Linked DNA regions of Hordeum vulgare: region 1 is linked to region 2. The links are chromatin contacts, called in public Hi-C maps. All regions are on one chromosome and are shown on one strand. Each heading gives the region's core, a stretch centred on a gene start, on an enhancer-like site or on the middle of the called end of the contact. The rest is flanking DNA. Distances are from core to core; before and after follow the strand shown.

Region 1 (3,411 bases), core at 539-3,038, 850 kb after region 2:
TGGCAGATTCCAATCTAATCCAGGACCGGACCACTGGAAGACCATAAAAAGTATTGTGTTACATGCAAGGCACTAAAGGTTTCATGCTTACGTATAGAAGGTCTGATAACGTGGAAGTTGATGGTTATTCAGACACTGATTTTGCCGGGTGCGTGGATAGTAAGAAATCCACATCAACTTATATATTCACTCTCACCGGAGGAGCCATATCGTAGAAAAGCTACAAGCAAATATGAAATGCCTTATCTATGATGCAGGCAGAATTCATAGCATGTTATGAGGCCATTGGGCAGGCTGTATGACTAAAGAATTTTATTCCCGGACTTAAAGTGATGGACAACACTTCTAAACCACTAACATTGTACTGCGATAATGAACCCACAGTTTTCTATATGAGTAACAACAAGTCAAGTGTTGCTGTCAATCACATTGACATACAATATCATGTTGTGAAAGATATAATCCATGATCAAACTATTAATGTTAAGCATATCAATACAACAAATATGCTTGCGGATCCGCTCACTAAAGGCTTAACACCCAATACTTTTCCTGAGCATGTAGCTGACATGGGATTATTCGGAAGCCTTCTGATCCTTATTTTTAGGGATTTTTTTTAGGGAGAAAGCCTTCTGGTCCTGGAATTATGGGACCATTAACCTTCTTTTCATTTTAAAATAGGATGCGTGCTACAAGTATTGAGGTTCAACGACATTCATTGGTTGTTGTAACACCTTCCTTTCGTATATTATACCTATGGAAAATGTGCAGAAGTTATTGAGCCTAACGATCAAGGAGGGAAATGTTGGAATTGATCACGGCCCACTGGGATGGAAGGATAACATAACGTAAAGGGGCGGAGCCCTACGTTTGTGCCCCTACAGATCTAACTCTCTGTTTAATCATAATTTGGTGATCTAATGTGTAGGCCTAAAGATCCTATCACGTAATCCTACAGAATTATGTCTAACACACAGTTAGGGGTTTGCACCACAAATAGCCAATGGCCTAATGCTGTTGTACTCCTGCTTGTGAAGCAAATCACCATGAAATTGATTAACATAATCATAGAAGCATCACTGCAAGATAGCACTAAGATCAAAGTAGCACATTACCAGCATCCCCAAACAGCAGAACCCACCACTGACACTCACATCTATAGGCCAGCAATCAAAAATGCAGTAGATCCCAGACACTTCCCATCACACATGCTGTAACCTCTCTTCTCTAGCACACCGAGGTTCAGTTAACACAGAAGAGAGCAGATGTAAACCCAAGCGGGGGACCCGGCGGACTCACGCGGCGCTGGTGGTGTTGTAGAGGCGAATGGAGTCGTCCTCGCTGGAGGTGACGAGGAGATCCTCCTTGCGGTGGAAATCGAGGCAGCTTATCTTCCCAGCCTGCCGACCGATTTCGCCGCGACAGATTAGCGTGGGCAGAAGGAACAAACAGGGAGGGAGGGGGGCTGGGGGGGTCAGGCAATGGAGCTCACGTAGTCGGTGAAGACCGCGCCGATGGCCATGCCGCGGACGATGCCGTCGTCCAGCTGCGACAGCGTGGCCGTCATCCTCCGCGCCGCCGCCGCCGCCGCCCGCCCGCCTTTCGGATCTCGTGTTCCGGGTGATAGATTTTCGGTGGAGCTGGCCTGTCGCCGGTGACGTTGGGAGTGGTGGGGATTGGCGCGGCGCCTGGGAGAGGAGACGGAGGGGAGGGAGATGAGGGCCGCGCGGCGTGGGAGCTCCAAGGAAGAAGAGAACTCTCTCTCGTCGGGGAGAAGAAGGGCCTGATGGGCCGGCCGGTCTAGCCGAGCCGAAACGAAATACGCACAACAAGTCGAACGACCTCGCTAGGGCGGCAATGAGTTTTTTTTTTCCTAACGAAAAACCCTAGGGTTTCGTTACTGTCGGAATCTTTACTTTCTCGCTTCTGTGTTGGCCGTGTGGCGATTTCTGAATCTCGGGCTGATTAAGGGGGGTCCTGGTGATCCCACCCGGCCTTGGGCGAAGGTTTCCGAGATCGGTGTGTGACGACGAGATTGGATATGCTGACGATGGCGGAGGGCGCTAGATCACACAGGAGAAAGAGCAAGGAATCGGCGAAAGAGTTGTTGCCTCGTCTCACACTACAGAAAGAGGAAGAAGACGACTTCATCTGGAAGGAGAAGCTATCAGACATGTTGGACATGGCGAAGTGGCCGGCGATTGCGCGTGTTCATACCGCAAAAACCTTCAACCCTAATGCCATGTATGGCGATATGAGGGCGGCCTGAAACTCGACAAAACCAGCAGTGTGGAGGAAGATAAAAGAAAACTTGTTCACGACTCAATTCGGGTGCCTTGGGACTGGAACAAGGTGATGTTCGATGGGCCATGGTTGTTCACGGAGCAAGCGTTGATCTTGAAGGAGTACGATGTTTCAAGAACCCGGACACAATAAAACTCAACAAGTTGGCCGTGTGGGCGCAGATACATGAACTATCGAACAAGTTCCTCATTGAGTCAGTGATACGTCTTCAACGTATCGATAATTTATGAAGTATTTATGTCAATATTCTATAACTTTTATATACTTTTAGCAACATTTTATCTTATTTTTAGGACTAACTTACTTATTCAGTGCCCTGTGCCAGTTCTTGTTTTTGTGTGTTTTTTGTTTCGTAGAAAATCCATATCAAATGGACTCCAAACGCCATAAAAAATTACAAAGTCTTTTTAAAATATATGTGAATTTTGGGAGTTGGAATCACCACAAGGCGATGCCCGGGGAAGGCACAAGCCAAGAGGGCGTGAAATGGGGGTGGGGCCGCGTCTTGATGGCTTGTGCCCACCCCTTAAGTCGGTTGAGGCTCTCCTTCCCCAAGAAAGATATTTTTGCGATAAAAATCCTTTCAAAATTTCAGCCCAATCGGAGTTACGAATCTTCGGATATTTTAGAAACGGTGAAGGGCCAGAAAACAGCAGCGAAAAGAGGAGAGAAACGGAGAGAGAGATCCAATCTCGGAGGGCTCTCTCCCCTTCGGGTGCCATGGCAGCCAAGGACCAGAGGGAGAACCTCTCCCTAGATGGAGAGAGGCCATGGAGGAGGAAGCCTAAGGGGGAAGACTCTCTCCCCCTCTCTCCCGGTGGCGCCGGAGTGCCGCCGGAGGAACCATCGCCACGGTGATCGTCTTCATCAAAATCACCGTCTCCATCACCTCCCCTCATCTATCTATGACGGTCCACTCTCCCGAACCCCAATGTAATCCCCTACTTGAACATGGTGTTTCATGCCACTTATTATTAATCAATGATGTGTTGCCATCCTATGGTGTTTGAGTAGATCGATGTTGTCCTTTGGGTTGATTGGTGATCTTGATTGATTGGAGTGTATGTTTTATTTTGGTGTTGTCCTATGGTACCCTTCGTGCAGTGC
Region 2 (3,578 bases), core at 103-2,602:
GTTGTCTGCATCCGATCTGCTCTCTTTCTTTCCATCATTATGTGTAAATCCTTCAAAAGCTGTGCCCAGTAACAATATGTTAATATTCCATACTGTAGTCAAAGCAAAAGCAGATACAGTTACTCTAGTAACAAAAACCAATAGCCAAATAATGGTGTTCTGCAAGGAACTGCAGCAAGAACCCATGCCAAATACAGTTACCCGTATGCTGAAACAACACTCTGTGATTACAGGTGCTAGTATGAAGATTCAGCAAGGGTGAGTTGCAAAAAGGGACAGGGTCGTCAATTTTGTTCAGCACCATACAGAGTGCAAGCAGAAAGAACCTTGCACTGATTAGTTGGATGGTTTAAAAATTTGTTGGTTCATACAGGTGGCATCAACAACACAATATGTTAATTCTCTGCATTTTCCTGTACTCTACAATTAAGTCTTATGTAGTTATCTTTGACAATGATTACCTACTAACCTTCACGCACTAGATATAATAACACAATCTTTTATAAAGGAAGGTAAGCTGCCATTATTTTTTCACATCAGGTAAGCTGTCATTCCCATTGAAAGAGTAGGGGAGGTAATATCCTTTAGCGATGCCAAGTAAAAAACAACTGAAAACAGAACAGACTTCTGCTCGAAGATTTTTCCTTCTTTTTTACACAGAAAGTTGTTTATTTACACGTGGACTTTACTGTCAAATTAGGAACATGCTTCCGGTGGCCCCAAATCGCATAATCCTCATAGCTGATTCGAGGAGCGCGATAATCAAAATACGAGCCTATTTAATCCCAGACACTGAAAAAGAAACGAACTTTACAGAGGAAATCACGAGAGGAGCCAGAAACATTGAACCCTAGGAAATTGGTTCCTCCAAGTCCTAAAGGAAATAAGTACGTCGACCAGCAACAATAAACGGAGGAACAAACACTTTATACTCACATGGCCTGGCTAATCGGTCGAGGGGCCCTGACATCCCCTCCGGCTCCGGAATCGATCTCCCCAGCAAAGCCCCAGGCCCGAAATCCGCTGGAAAATCCGCACGGAAAAATTCAGCGAGCAGGACAGCAGCGAAGAGCGCCCGCCACGCACGCTCGAACGCCGGATTGGCGAATTGGATTAGGGGGGGGGGGAGAAGAACTTGAATCAATCGAATGACGGTTCTTACGCGCGCGTACCAGGCGGGGAATCTGGTCCCCGGCGGAGATTTTCCGCCTGTCAGTTTCGGGATTCGGGTGCGGATTTCGGGGGGCGGGAGGAGGAGGAGCTTCTCCTTCTCCCACCGTTTTAATGGGGCGGGCGGGCGGGCGACTCCGGGAGGGAGAAGAAGAAGAAGGAGGCAGAGGGCACGGAGGTTTCCGTCACGGCGCGGGTAGACCAGGCCCATGGGCCGGAAACGGTTGACCCGGGCGACGTGGACGTGTTCGGTACGTGGGCCCGGCGCACCCGGACCACCCACCACGTAGGAATCTTTTTACTAGTTGGATACGTAGATCTGAGGGCTGAGGCGCGTCTGCCGTGGCCGTTGATGCGCGCCGGTCCGAGCAGTGGACGGTGGCGATGCGGCCTCGCCCATGGACCGAGCGCAGGAGGCCGTGCCCGTGACGTGACGCGTGGAAGGCTTTGGCCGAGTCAGATTTGGTTTGGTTGGGCAACTGCTCCCTCGTCCACTCCTTTTTAATTCCGCTACAATTGTTCTACTAGTACAGATTATATAATTTATTATGGGGTGCTTTTATGCAAGTATCTATTGGTTATTGATTGATGATTGATGATGATACATTGTCTGCCTACAATTGATCAAACAAACACAGATGCATAAGGGAAACTATAAATATCTATTCCCTTTAAAAATATATATATATAAGACCTTTTAGAGATTTTACTATAGACTATATACGGATGTATATAGATATATTTCAGAATATAGATTTACTCATTTTACTTCGTATGTGGTTTATAGTAAAAAATTAAAAAGGTTTTATATTTAAGAATGAAGCGAGTGGTAGTTTTGTTTTAAGAAAAACTAAATCTAAGCGGCATCGGAGAAAAAATGGCTAGACCTTTTTCCCTTTGAAATAGAGGTAAGAAGAAGAAAATTGGTGAGTTAGAGCACCTCCAACGCAGCGACCCAATTGTCCGTCCGCATCCATTTGGGTCAGCACAGACAAAAATGAAGGCCTAACGCGCCAACCCAAACCCAAAACGTGTCTGCTTCGTGTTCGTGCGGATTCATTTTCGGCTCAAAATTGCTCCTGAAATGCGTTGATACGGACGCGAAGCGGACGCGGCGCGCGCCTTCTCATGCCCGCACGCGTCCACACATGGCGTCTGGTTAAAGCCAGCGTCGTCTTTATTAACGACGACCGTCCATCATGGACCCACGCGTCAGCGACCCACGGGTGTCCTTTTTTGATCCGTGCATACGCCCATGGGGGAGGGGGGCTCATCCTCTTTCATAAGTCGCCCCCATCCACATCTAGCCACCCGTTGCTTCCCCGTCGTCTGTAAACCAAGCCACCATTGGTTTCTTCTCCAGCAAAGACAAGGGCAAGTCCCCCGCCTTCCTTGTGTGCGCGCTCCCGTCGTCGGCGTCTTCCCATCTGCGTGCTCTCGTCGTCGGCATCTTCCCGTCTGCTTCGGCAGCGGGTCAACATACCAGTGCACCAAGTGAGGTGGCACTAGAAGCACCAATTCCCCTTACCCTACCCCGACGTCACGCTGCCGCATTACTGGCATTTGGATCCGAAGAGGATCCCAGTGCCAATGGTGCCGCGGTAGGCGCGGGCGCATGCAAAGAAGGTGAGGCGCCGATGACAGCAGCTGACACCAGAGCAACGGCGGGTGTCAGAGGAGGGCGCAGAGGCCCGGCGGATCAAGCTGATGGAGCGTGAGGCTAAAGCTGAGGAGGAGGAGCAATGCGCTGCACAACGAGCGCCAGTGCAGCCATCGATGAACGACGTCGTTGCCGCCTGGGAGACGACCTTTCCCTGGGCTGGTCCGACGCCGACGCTCGTCGACCTTACCGGCCCCGACGACGACGAGGAGAGGACGCCTAGGACAGCGCGCCTTCTTGTTTTTAGTTTATTAAATTTTCTTTTAATGTAATGTGGACTCGTAGGACTATCATGGCCTTCCAGACCGACATTAATGCTTAATTAATGATTTTTTACATTTTTAAAATATTTTTTTCATGTAATTTGAAATTAAGTTGTGACCAGATTAAACGCAAGCGCCGACACAATTATAAAAGTGAATATGAATGTCCGTTAGACCAATCCAAACGAATAAAACATGCATCTGTTTGGGTCGGTACGTGAAGTTGCTGCTCTTAGTTAACAGAAAGATGATAAAAACTGACACAACTAATCCGTTGTGCGACACAACAAAGAAGATATCCCACATACAAGATACAACACTAGGAGGAAGGCCTTGATCTCTAATTATTATTTTACTATGTTGCCTCAAGTGAGTGGTTCATCCTCTCCTTGAACCCAACGAATGATGCTAACATTACCCGGCACCGGCAGCTAGGTAGATACTTGTGTGCAGGTTGGCATAGGTGGTTTCACCCCGTGGTAAAT

What was found. Hi-C and Micro-C count contacts between places; a contact is called where the count stands out from the background.
Region 1: a Hi-C map of leaf shows a contact between it and region 2, with 2.5 times the contacts expected there. The contact joins the promoter of LOC123447972 here to the promoter of LOC123447914 in region 2. A contact is called at or near these places in 2 of 6 Hi-C or Micro-C datasets (leaf and seedling).

What each region holds. Positions count from the first base shown.
Region 1 is chr1H:485,017,562-485,020,972 of MorexV3_pseudomolecules_assembly, forward strand. LOC123447972 (protein ANTHESIS POMOTING FACTOR 1) reads right to left here and starts at 1,789. Exons shown (of 9, transcript XM_045124728.1): 1 at 1,493-1,789; 2 at 1,300-1,400. The coding sequence starts at 1,567.
Region 2 is chr1H:484,166,976-484,170,553 of MorexV3_pseudomolecules_assembly, forward strand. It overlaps LOC123447914 (phosphatidylinositol/phosphatidylcholine transfer protein SFH8-like), which reads right to left and starts at 1,353. Exons shown (of 15, transcript XM_045124654.1): 1 at 1,163-1,353; 2 at 937-1,023; 3 at 1-59. The coding sequence starts at 970.